Regions from separate parts of the Zea mays genome. Here region 1 is linked to region 2. The links are chromatin contacts, called in public Hi-C maps. All regions are on one chromosome and are shown on one strand. Each heading gives the region's core, a stretch centred on a gene start, on an enhancer-like site or on the middle of the called end of the contact. The rest is flanking DNA. Distances are from core to core; before and after follow the strand shown.

Region 1 (6,223 bases), core at 1,407-3,906, 130 kb before region 2:
TCATCCGCTTTCATTTGCTTGTGATTTGTTTTCGCCCTCTCTTTCAGACTCGATTACATTTCTAACGCTAACCTCGGCTTGTAGTTGTGCTTAAATTTTATAAATTTCAGATTTGCCTATTCACCCCCCCCCCCCCTCTAGGCGACTTTCAAGAAGCCTAGCAGAAAATTTCGGCAGCACCTCCCCTGCACGGGGAGGTTTTGAAATCCTGCAAATAAAACTATCAGCACGATGGCTGACATACACGCATAATTTAACGGCACGATGGCCGACAATCACACATATATATATTCAATCCATGAGACATCCACGCATAATTCAACGGCATAATTCATATATATATATATATATACGCTTCTATTCTATCCTTGGAATATGCATGTTTTAGAGTTCGGCATTCTTTTATTAATCTACTAGAAAAAAGGTTATCCGCACAATGCAAATTCTAAGTACCTAGTGGCTAGAGATAATATAACTCTAACTATCCATCACATTATCAATCACATGCTCACATATATAGAGAATTATCAATCACATTACCAAGCGGCGGCGTGGTGCCGGGCGCGACGGCGGTTGAGGGCGAGGCGTGGGGACGGCGGTTGAGGTCGGGGCGCGGCGACGGTGGTGACGGCGGTGTGGGGGCGCGGAGCGGTGGTGACGGGGCGCGGCGGCGGTGTCGGGGCGGCAGGCGGGCGAGGGCGAGGGAGAGGGGCACGGGCACGGCAGCCGGACGAGGGCGCAGCCACGGTGGGGGCGGACGGCGCGGCGAGGGGCCGGCACGGCGGCCGACGGACGGCGCGAGCAAGGCTGGTGGGCGGGCGAGGTGAGCGGCAGTGGCGGGTGGCGGGCGGGCGAGGTGACAGAGAGTGAGAGGAGAGGAAGAAGGAGAAAGGAGAAGGCATCACGGTCGGTTTATTTCACTTCTTTGCCGAGTGCCAGATCGTGGGCACTCGGCAAAGACGTCTTTGCCGAGTGTCAACTAATAGGCACTCGGCAAAGATCTGTTCTAGATTCTTTGTCGAGTGTCAAACAGCTGACACTCGGCAAAGCCTTCTTTACCGAGTGCCTTTTTTGGGCACTCGGTAAAGCATATTTTTATTTTGGCAACCAAACCTTTTGTGGTATGTTCCTACACTATGTAGACCCACATGTACCATTTTGGGACAATTATAACAATGTTTTGTATAGCTAGTACATTAGTTCGTTTATTTGAATTTCTTCGAAAAATTCAGATTTGAACTGCATATCACTCGAAACTTGGAAAATGGTGCATGCAAAAATGATATCCATGCTATTTAGCACAAGTTACGACCAATTTCAGGAGATGACCGGAAACTTCGAGGAACATGCTCACTAAACATGGTCGTGAACTTGCCAACCAGTTGTTTAAAAATTAGTATAAAACACAAAGTCAGAAAATCATGAAACTTGTCCACGTGTCATGATATCATATGTAGAGGTTGTGATAAAAATTTAAGAATGTTTCGATAAAGTTGTGACGCACTATGTGTAGAAACCTAAGCGATCTACACATGAAATCATAGAGTTTCAATATGGATCTCTTAGGTTTCTACACATAGTGCGTCACAGTTTTCTCGAAACTTTTTCAAAGTTTTATCATAGCCTCTATATATGATATCATGACACGTGGACAAGTTTCATGATTTTCTGACTTTGTTTGTGTTTTATACAATTTTTAAACATGTGGATGGCAAGTTCACGGCCATGTTTAGTAAGCATGTTGCTCGAAGTTTTCGGTCCGCTCCTGAAATCGGTCGTAACTTGTGCTAAATAACATGTGTATCATTTTTGCATGCACGATTATCCAAGTTTCGAGTGACCTGCAGTTCAAATCTGAATTTTCCGAAGAAATTCAAATAAACGAACTAAATCTACTAGCTATTAAAAACATTGTTATAATTGTCCCAAAATAGTACATGTAGGTCTACATAGTGTAGAACATACCACAAAAAGTTTGGTTGCCAAAATAAAAAACATAAAAATATGCTTTGCCGAGTGCCGACCTTCGGCCCTCAGCAAAGGCTGACGGCCGTCAGCTTTAGACGGGCGCTGACGGCCCTTTGCCGAGTGTTTGCCACTCGACAAATATGTCTTTGCCGGGTGTGTTTCTATGTCGAGTGTCCTGCACTCGGTAAACGAGCTCGTTACCGAGAGCAGGACTTTACTGAGAGCGGCTCTCGGCAAAGGTTTTTTTGCCGAGTGTCCGAGAAAAAGCACTCGACAAAAAGTCTGGTACTTAGCAAAGGACCGGATTCCGGTAGTGAACGTTAAAGTTAAACATCTTCGTGTTATAATCTATAGTGTAAAGTTGTATTAGCGAGACGTGATGAGGGCCAATGCAACTTTGATGTCATGATTATGACATCGAAATATTTAACTTCGACGTCACGAGCTACGACACTAGATCATAGTTAAAAACGAGATTTTGATCGTTAGATATGCAAATGTATTTTTTAAATAAAAAGTTTAAAAAAAAAACTGCCTCCGTCACCCCCGGCCGCGGGATGGGTTTGTTTGATTCCCCACGTCCCGTCCCGAGTACGGTTCCGTAATTCCGTTTCACCCCACCCCGGCCCACGCCACCCGAAGTCCCGAATCTTTATAAATTCCGTTCACGGCGCCGCCAACCCGTCCATCATCCATCCGTCCACAACCACATAGAGAGCCAGTAAACACCGCGCACGCAAACGCAACAGCGAGATCGTGTCGAGCAGCCGGGGCGACTTGCGAGGCATGGACTTCCACCACGGCTGCCACAACAGCAGCATCCACGCGGCGGCGGCGCCGCCGGCGCGGCCGTGGAGCAAGGAGGAGAACAAGATGTTCGAGAGCGCGCTGGTGATGTGGCCCGAGCACACGCCCGAGCGCTGGGCGCTCGTCGCGGCGCAGCTCCACGGGCGCACGCCGCGGGAGGCCTGGGAGCACTACGAGGCGCTCGTCGCCGACATCGCACTTATCGAGCGCGGCGGGGTCGACGTGCCCGCCTGCTGGAACGACGACAACCAAGTCCGCGGCGGCTGCGAGGGTGGCACTGGCAACAGCCGCCGCGCCGGCGCTGACCGGGCGCACCGCGAGGGCCGGCGCCCCGGGAAACCCTGGAGCGAGGAAGAGCACAGGTACGATCTCATCTCTTCTGCAGCGAGGCCGCGCGCCGTCGTTTGGTCGAACTGAATGAGTTAGGGTAGTTTCTAGACGCCTCTCGTGTATCGACGAGACGACGACGACACTTTCCCTCATTGGCTTGTTGAGCGGAGAAGCCTAGAGTTCTTCCCAGCTGGCGCGTGGGTCCCAGTCGCCAGCCACACGCTGCAGCCAGTTTTTTTTCCTTATTCCTCGGAAACCAACGCGTCTTTTTCGCTGTGTTTCGTTGCGTATGCGCAGGCTCTTCCTTCAAGGGCTGGAGAAGTACGGGCGCGGGGACTGGCGTAACATCTCGCGCTTCACGGTGCGGACGCGCACGCCGGCGCAGGTGGCCAGCCACGCGCAGAAGTACTTCAACCGGCAGCTCAACCCCGCCAGCCGGAACTCCAAGCGGAAGAGCATCCACGACATCACCACCCCTTGACCCTGGCCGCCGACGGCGACGCGCGCTCCCTGCTTACAGCCACTCATCTCATCTCGAGATCAGAATAGAAGAAACAAGTAGGCATTACTCGTAGTCCATGACAAGAGCTAAATCCTTAGGTCGCATGGTTGGGTCGTTCCAGTCAGCAGCTAGCACATGGTTTAGGCTTACTCGTAGTCATTAAAATAGAATTAGGAGTCCAAACATCTAATGGAGTCTGACGTGGCACCGTCGCGTCGAGTTTAGGCGAATGCAGAATGGGATGAGTTTCTCGCTTGAGAAACACCGGTTTCCTGCCTGTAAATTTTCTTGTTCCCGCTACTGACCCGGAAACGAAAAACGGTTCCGTTTTCAGTGTTATTTAGATTTAGAATTTTATAATACAAGAGTCAAACGAAAAACGGTTCGGTTTTCAGTGTTATTTAGGTTTAGATTTAAAAATACAAGAGTCAAACTTTGGTCACAAAACGGCATCCGAAAAATGCAGAACCAAATTGTAATCCTATCAATGCCCGAGTCACTGTTCTAGTATTGTATTGGTTTATCAATGGTGCTTTTATTTTTATAGTTGTATTGTTGTTGTCTGGGGGTGTTCCATTCCATCCAAAGGAAACAGGCAATGCGTACGCAGGTGGACAACACGTGTCGATCGCTGACGACGAGACGGGCGGTGAGGCTCCAGGGCTTGAGCAGTTGAGCGGCACGTGGTTAGCTGTTTCATGACACTTGTCAACTCCCATGCTTCTACTTTTGTATTTATGCCCACCGCCGTGCACTGAACCTAGTACTGTTACATCACAGGTAGCAGCAAAAGCATCTTTGCGTCGTCACCGTTCTTGCTCGACAACAACTTGGATTATGTGCCACAAGATTGCATAATAAATTTATGCACGCGTGCAAAACCTGAACAGAGACTAGGCAGTAGGCACACAGTCGACATTATATTCATCGTTGGTAAAACTGTATAAGAGGTTGCTTTGTCATAATAAATAATCAATATACAAGGTTACCAAAAAATACTGGCTAAAACAGTTGACCTGGTTTAATTAACTGCATACGCTCAGAAAACAGAAAACGGGGAGTACATAAATTAAAACTCTGCCAAAGTGAGATGATACAGAATTGAATAGCAGTAGCAGAACGATGCAGTACAGAGCACGGGACAAAATAGTTACAAAGATTTCTGCGGAACTTCTACCTAGGCTCCCTCAGAATCCAAGAAAGCAGATCATAATAACAGCGCAAACGCTGCAGTCAATCAGCAGAGCACCTAGGGCTTTCTGTAGCAGCAAACCGATCTCTAGCATCTGCCCTAAGCTATCGGCAGAACCCAGGTTGGCGCCGACGGGCCTGCTTTTCACATTGGGGTCTTTGTTCTCCATCAACAATGTGAAGACAATGGTGATGTTGGTTATAATGAGAAATAGAAGTGGCCTTGTACCAACCAATACTCTGGTGATGGCACCACCGATGTCCAAGCCCTAGTTCGAAAGAACCACCAGCAAAGCAATGGCGACAGATGCTAACAAACGGTTACTCTCAGTCGCGGATATGGCCTTGGTTATCTCCTGTGGCGTGAAGTCTAAGAGTTCCTTCAGAGTTTCCACAGACCAACCTGAATTGTCCACTTCGGTTGACTGGCTTGGACGTGCAGATCTGGGTCTCATTTCCACTTCTCTGCTAGGTTGGACACTTGCCGCTCCATCAAGACTTGTCATCTTACTAACTCTGTCATCACTTGTATTCTTACTAACTCCAGCATGGATTGCATTGTTACTCACAGTTTCCAGATCATGGGTACACAATGGTGTTTGATTTACTGGCTAAATTTCAGGGACTGAACTGCCCATCTTAAATTTGCGGAAAAGCTCATCTTCATAGCTCAAGGTACTAGCCTTCATTTCTTGGCGACCATCAGCTCGTTGAATTCCAGGTACCAGATCATCATAGCTTAAGGTTCTAGCTTTGACTCCTTGGCGAGTATTAGGATGTTGAAATCCAGGTACCAGGTCGTTGTTAGGTTCTGACTTCTGCAACTGATTTCTCTCAATGAACTCATTTTCAGCGCTACCTTCAAACTCTGGACGACATGGTGAATCTGCAATGATGGCAATACAATTCTAATCAACCATCAGCATTCACTTAGCACTCCAGTAATATGATTAAATTTCATCACTCAAGAACTCAATAACGAAATTTTAGGGCAGTTGAAATGTGGATGCATACATATGACAAGTTATGACATGATAGAGATGTCAAGACAATGGACAATAAAAAACAAAAGAAAATTATCTAATCTGTAAAGGATATCCCATGTTTGGAATTATAGGTACCAGGTAAAACCTAGAATGGCTGATCAAAATGAAAGCTACCAAAAAAATAAACTTGGCCTGCACGGGTAAGACCGTCCCAATGGTATTATATTAAAGAAGACCTTCTCACGCAGATCGAAAAACCCCCCGAACCCTTGCCTCACTCATACACAGCGGCACCATAGCCCATGTGAGAACAATCACGACCGGGACCAAGCCTTAGACCAGTGCTTTGACGTGGGACAGACGAGGGGATTTTTTTTAACCACAGCATGAAAATCCGCTCCCACGGGAAATCGAACCTAGGACCTGAGGAGTGCTACTC
Region 2 (6,206 bases), core at 1,912-4,411:
GCCGCAACGAACAAGCTTGGTCAGGTTTGACTGAGTTATTTAGTTGGATAATTGGGTTGGGTGGGGTAAGAGAAAACGACTTATTTGCAATGGGTTGGGTGAGTTTGGGGTGCGTTTCAACCTATTGGTGGCTTATTCTATTAGTGATGGATTGAGGAGAGTTGAAAGTGATTAAATATCTTTCTATTCAAAATTGTATAGAAAGCCTATCCATTTCAATGTAGACGCAATTGGTGGTTTGTTCTATTAGTGATGGAGTACTAAGCATTTTTTGGAGACTAGCTAGTTAGCTAAATTTAGGGGTTAGTACTAACAAAGTCACCAAGGACGCTGTGCTATCGAGGGGCACGCGCGCCACGTAACAATGAATAGTTGCGTTTCCCCCCATAATTACATACATGAAAAATACAAACAATCATGAAAAGTTTAAGGATTAAGGCCTTTTCGTTTGTGCCGGATTAATGGGTCGGAACGATTTCTAACCAGATTGCTTCTCTAATTTATATAGACTTTGATTAGCTGGAACGATTCCAGATGCAATCCGACGTAAACGAACAAGGCCTAAGGACAACCAGGATCTATATATGTTATCTTATAATAGAACAATCGTCCTAGCTACGATTAGTTGGCTTTAGATTTAAATAAAAACAGGAAATGACAGATCAATTCGTCCACGTAACATCAAACTTATTCCTCGCAGTTTCCGCTCTCTGTGTCACGAGAAGTCGTCGACATGGCACTGCGTCGGCGTGAACCCCAGCGCCACTGCCGTGGCGTTGCCCGGGTCGGGAACCCTCACGTAGCAGTCCACGTCCGGCCTGTACTCGGCGCTGTCCACGACGGCCACCTTCAGCCGCACCCTCGTGTGGAGCTTGACGTTGATGCTGAAGAACCCCTCGCCCTTCTCCCTGCCGAACAGCGCCGCCGCCGCGCCGGCGCCGGCGAGGGCGGCCTGTCCACGGAAGCTGGGCCGCACCTCCATCGTGCTCCTGCGCTCCTGCCGCGCCCGCGGGAAGTCCACGTACCCGAGCCGCTCGCCGCCGTAGAGCGCCACGGCGTCCAGGCGCCTATACAGCACGGCCTGCTTCCGGTTCGGGTTGCGGATGCTGACGCCCACGGTGAGGTTGTAGCGCAGCTGGTGGGTCTGGGTGCCGCTGTTGTCGAGGTCGAAGCGGGTGAGCTGCGCCGAGTCGACGTACGCCTTGAGGCTGCTGGGCTGGTAGACGAGCCAGAGCACCAGCGCCACGACGCCGACGGCGATGAGCGCCAGCGTCAGCGCGCGGAAGGCGTGGCAGAGGAGCGCGTACGACGCGTCCCGGCGCGCCAGCGGGCGGACGCCGGCGGCCGGTGCTTCGGGAGGGATGGGCGGGCGCCCGTAGTAGGGCTGGTCGATCTTGTGCTCGTGACTGGCCATGGCCTTCTGCAACTTCCGATTATCAGCTAGTAGTGCACGCATGTATCGATGGAGGGAACGTCTATGTACACAGCACACACTGACACACAGGCCGTAGCCTAGGTTGTGGTGGTTTCTGAGGGTCTCACGTTCCCGGGACATTACGGGCCGTTGCCGTTGCCGTTGCGTCCTTGACCCGCGCAGGCAGGCGGCCAACGGAACGCGGAGGTGAATTGTGTACGGCGTCTGCCCGTTGAAAAGTAAAGTCCGAAAAGAATTGGGATTTTATGGGTGGACGTAACTGTGCACTTTTCGGGAGTACCAAATCTTGAACAAGCACTGTGTAGAAAGGAAACCGTTAAGGCTACGAAATTACGAATCCTTGCAGCAAAGCTTTAAGGCTTTAAACACACGTCGAAAACTGAAACACGATTTAGTCTTTAAAAACAGTTAACAAATAATTTTGTTTCGAACAATAATGCCCAATTTAGGGTGTGATTGTTCATGAGACGAGGGGATGCGGTCTAATGAGACAATTCCATATTTCCATCCCATTTTTTTTCATGTTTTTTAGTAGACGAGGAGGGATGGATTGGCTGTCACGTGCCACTATATAATCCACCAGTTTAAACTTTACAAGACACATCCAATCAAATCACAACAAAATCACGATTCAAATAGAATTTTATTTTCGGTATTTAGCAATTTAATACCTAAAATATAACTAAATGCAGGGATTAAAAATTAATCTCTAAAAACCAAACACTTTATTCAATTATATGCATGCATATGAAAGAAGGAAATAATGAGCATTCACAGTGTACCGTTCAAACAATTATAGACATTGTCCATAACGTTATCCCCGGCCCGGCCCGGCCGGCCAAATAATACAAACTGCGAAAGGATGCATGCACAGAGCGCCCTTTGCACAGTCGGCGGCAAGGATGATCAGAAGTCCACGTCGCACCTCGTCCCGAGCGTCGTCATCGCCGTGGTGGAGTTGGCGTTGCCGCCGGCAGCGGGCACGGGCAGCCGCAGCACGCAGGTGATCTTGCTCTTGAAGTCATGGCGGCGGACGACCCTAACCCTGAAGCTAAGGTCCGAGTACACCTTCACCGTGACGTAGTAGAAGCCCTCCCCGCTCTCCCTCCGGTACGTGCGCAGCGCGTCGCCGCCGTCGTCCATCGCCGCCGAGCCGCTGAACGTGGCCGTGACCCGGGCGTCGCTCCTGCGGCCCAGGTAGAAGGGCTGCAGCGGGTCGAACCCGAAGCGGTCGCCGTCGTAGAACGCCTGCGCCTCGGCGTAGTCGTAGCGGATCCCGAAGCGGTTGGGGTTGCGCACGCGGATGTCCACGGTGAGGTTGTACTGGAGGAGGTCCCCGCCGCTGCCGAGGTCGAAGCGGGAGAGCGCGGCGGAGTCGGCGTAGGCCCTGAGGTTGTCCGGGCGGAAGATGAGCCAGAGCACCAGGGTGGCGACGCCGAGCGCGACGACGAGGGCCACGACGGAGCCGAGCAGGCAGCGTGAGCGGCCGCCGCGGCGTGGGACGGGTGGCGGCGGCGGCGGTGGCGGGTAGTACGCGGGCGGCTGCGGCGGAGGGATCGGCTGGCCGTAGTACGCGGCGTTCAGCGGCGTCTCCGGCCGCTGCTGCTTCTCGTAGGCTGCCATTTTGCTTCTTCGCAGTCGCAGGCACAGACAGGTGTGTGCGTGGTCAATTTGGCTGGCCACCGGTCACGTACGTACTTTACTTTAGCGACAGGTATACGATGTGTCATGTGTGCAGTAGTATTTATATGCAGCAGTCGAGATGAGGATTGAGGAGCACGGCGAAATGAGGGAGGGACTTGGAATTGGAATGGAACCGCGTTTCATCAGGGCCTGTTCGGTTGTCCAGGATTGGACCTAGATTTATTCCACCTCATGAAATCTTATATAAAATAGGTAAACAATCCGGACATGAATAATTTCATGTCATCATTCCTGATCAACCGAACAGCCCCTCAGTCAGAGTTCGAGACGCGTGTTTTTTTTTCTGTTGGTAGGACAGGATCGTTGCCTTCGAATATACTGCGCGACATTCTTGTTTTGTGTGTGGAAACATCGGGTTAAGGAACTACGAGAAGGAGCCAGAGATGGCAGCTTCGCGGAAAGTTCAGAAGTTCTTATACTGGCTGTGTTTTGCCCGAAATTTCGTCGCGAGGAGTTCGCCTGGAGTCAGAACACAATTTTTGTATTCTACGCATTATATTTTTAGTACGCGGTACGGCGTACGGCGTGTTGGATTTGAAAGTTTTTGAACGAAAAACCTGTCCCGAATGCCGTAACTAGGGCTGGACGAAATACTCTAGCTCGATAACTCGCTCGACTCGACTCGTTTTAATTTTGTAGCGAGCCAAACTAGCATTCTATCTTGGTTCTCTAATGAGCCAGCTCGGGTTAACTCGTGAGCTAGCTCGCGAGCCAAACGAGCCAAGCCACAATACAAGTTTGTCTAGTCGTTGGTGTCATTTCATCTTAGTCTTGTTTTCTCGTAGTTATGATCTATGATGTGGACATGTGTGGATGTACCATGTGCTTAAATATTTGCATTATTGCATGGCTAGATACCTACATTATATATTTAATATTTGATTATTGGTTATGGTTTTGTGAACTTTATTTCTAGCAGCATATGATGTTAGTGTTGTGCAATAAAATGTTACATGTTTGTGGAATGGATGATGAATTGCTTTATAATGATGCTTGTTGCTGTCATTATAATAAGGGTTTGTAAATCTGTAAGTTAATACATATTTGGTTATTTAATTTAATATTAAAAGTTAGAAACTAAGACGATGATATGATAATAATATTATAAAAGTTTTGGGTTTGTAGTGTTAAACACTTAAAATATGATTTTTTGATTATATATATATTTATGTACATAGATTTTTATATTTAGTTGTGTCACTCGCGAGCCTAACGAGCTGGCTCGAGCTTCCTAACTAGTCGAGTCGAGCCAGATGTTTAGCTCGATAGTATAACGAGCCGAGCCGAGCTGGTTCGTTACAGTAACGAGCCATAATGAGTCGAGCTGACTCGATATCCACCCCTAGCCGCAACATAGCTAACTCAAAAATTAGGAGATGGAACCAATTAGTTTAGTAGAAGGAACTAAAGTTTAATTCCGCGACGTTGCTACATACTCTTTATATAGAGTTTTTCTCTCCTCTCCTCTCATCAATCCATTTTAATACTTGATTTAGATAAAAAAAACTAAAATAAGTACAACACATTTAATTATGACAAATACTTAAGTACAAAAAAATAAAATTAAGATATGTCCCTAATATAAGTATTTACGTATAGATGATGAGATACACTATTAGGGAGAAATGAGATATAGATGAAATGTTTAGAGGAGACTATAAAGTATAAATATAGATGACATTGCAGGAGAGAGTCTAATTAGACTATCTCTGATCACATCCTCTCTATCTTTTCTTCTCTATAGACTCCTTTTAAAAGATTTCTTCCAATAATATTCTATACATCTAGCTCTTAATTTAAACATCTATATTAAAAAGTTATATTTTACTCTAGTTTTGTTTTGCGTAGGTATTTATCATACTTATATTTTTTACTTCTATTTAATGTATTACCTAAAGTATAAAATTAAATAGAGAAAATAAGAGTGAGTCTTTGTATATAGACGATATGATGGAAGAATGTTTTTTTAATATGTATCGTTGAAGTGTATAATATAGGACAGAATTTTTAAGGTGCCTCGTTCGAGTCGGTCTTACGCGCATGAGACGCCTGATTATCTCCTTTAACTCCTTCAGCAGATTCGTCCGTGGCCTAGTAGAGCTCCGGACCGAAGTTCCGGTTGCTTGGTAAATTGGTAGTATCTCACGTAGATTCACTCCCTATCACACTTTCTGTCTCATTCTCTACTTTAAACTTCACTTTACAAACAAAATGTAAAACAATACTTTGTATAGAGATGGCAATGGATATACACGACTCGATACCCGATGGGTATTTACTCTATTAGGGTATGTATGTGGGCTAAATATTCTACCATTGGGTCTGTTATTGGACAAAAAATCTTCACCCAATAGATAAACGGGTATTAAAACATTCCGCCTTCACCCATATGTGTGGGTATAAAATACCCAATATAAACTTAGCCTAAGTATGAACTTGGACTTTAGTCATCCATCTTTTTTACTATTTAACAATCTTTTAGGTCATAATGTCATATAAGGCTTAACAACAATTTAATGACCATGTAATGGAACATGTAATGTGCTATGTAGTACTATCCTAGTGTTACTACTTTATCCAATTATCTTTGGTGTGTTGAATGGATGATTAAATGACGCTAGAAATTTTGTAATGGTATTTATATGGATATACTTGACATTTGTATAATATAATATTTTGACAGATGTTTAATTTTTGTGGGTACGGGTGACCCGATGGGTCGCTAGAAATTTTGTAATGGTATTTATATGGATATACTTGATATTTGTTAATATAATATTTTGATAGATGTTTAATTTTTGTGGGTATGAGTGACCCGATAGGTAACCCATACCCACATGGGTATGGGTATGGGGTAAATCCATACTCACCAGTGTATATGGGTGACCTGATAGGATTATTTTTGTGTCGAGTATGGGTACGAGGTAGTAACACCCGGTGGATATTTACCCATTGTCATCTCTAACTTTGCACGACTTTTTACACGGTTTGCTAGAGATAGCCAGAGGGTCAGTTTGGGAATCCAAATCCCCTCACGTATCTCTCTCATTCCTAATAGTAATCCTAA

What was found. A called contact is a pair of places that touch in the nucleus more often than the background predicts.
Region 1: a contact with region 2 is called in a Hi-C map of tassel, with 1.7 times the contacts expected there. The contact joins the promoter of LOC103650973 here to the promoter of LOC103650969 in region 2. A contact is called at or near these places in 2 of 25 Hi-C or Micro-C datasets (ear and tassel).

The regions. Positions count from the first base shown.
Region 1 is chr3:181,225,182-181,231,404 of Zm-B73-REFERENCE-NAM-5.0, reverse strand. LOC103650973 (transcription factor DIVARICATA-like) reads left to right here and starts at 2,656. Exons shown (of 2, transcript NM_001327822.1): 1 at 2,656-3,137; 2 at 3,403-3,612. The coding sequence starts at 2,755. The coding sequence ends at 3,586. It overlaps LOC100278696, which reads right to left. Exons shown (of 2, transcript NM_001151888.2): 2 at 4,567-5,684. The coding sequence ends at 5,410.
Region 2 is chr3:181,092,880-181,099,085 of Zm-B73-REFERENCE-NAM-5.0, reverse strand. LOC103650969 (NDR1/HIN1-like protein 10) reads right to left here and starts at 3,161. Exons shown (of 1, transcript XM_008676564.3): 1 at 2,115-3,161. The coding sequence starts at 3,058. The coding sequence ends at 2,342. It overlaps LOC103650970 (NDR1/HIN1-like protein 10), which reads right to left and starts at 1,917. Exons shown (of 1, transcript XM_008676565.4): 1 at 432-1,917. The coding sequence starts at 1,555. The coding sequence ends at 716.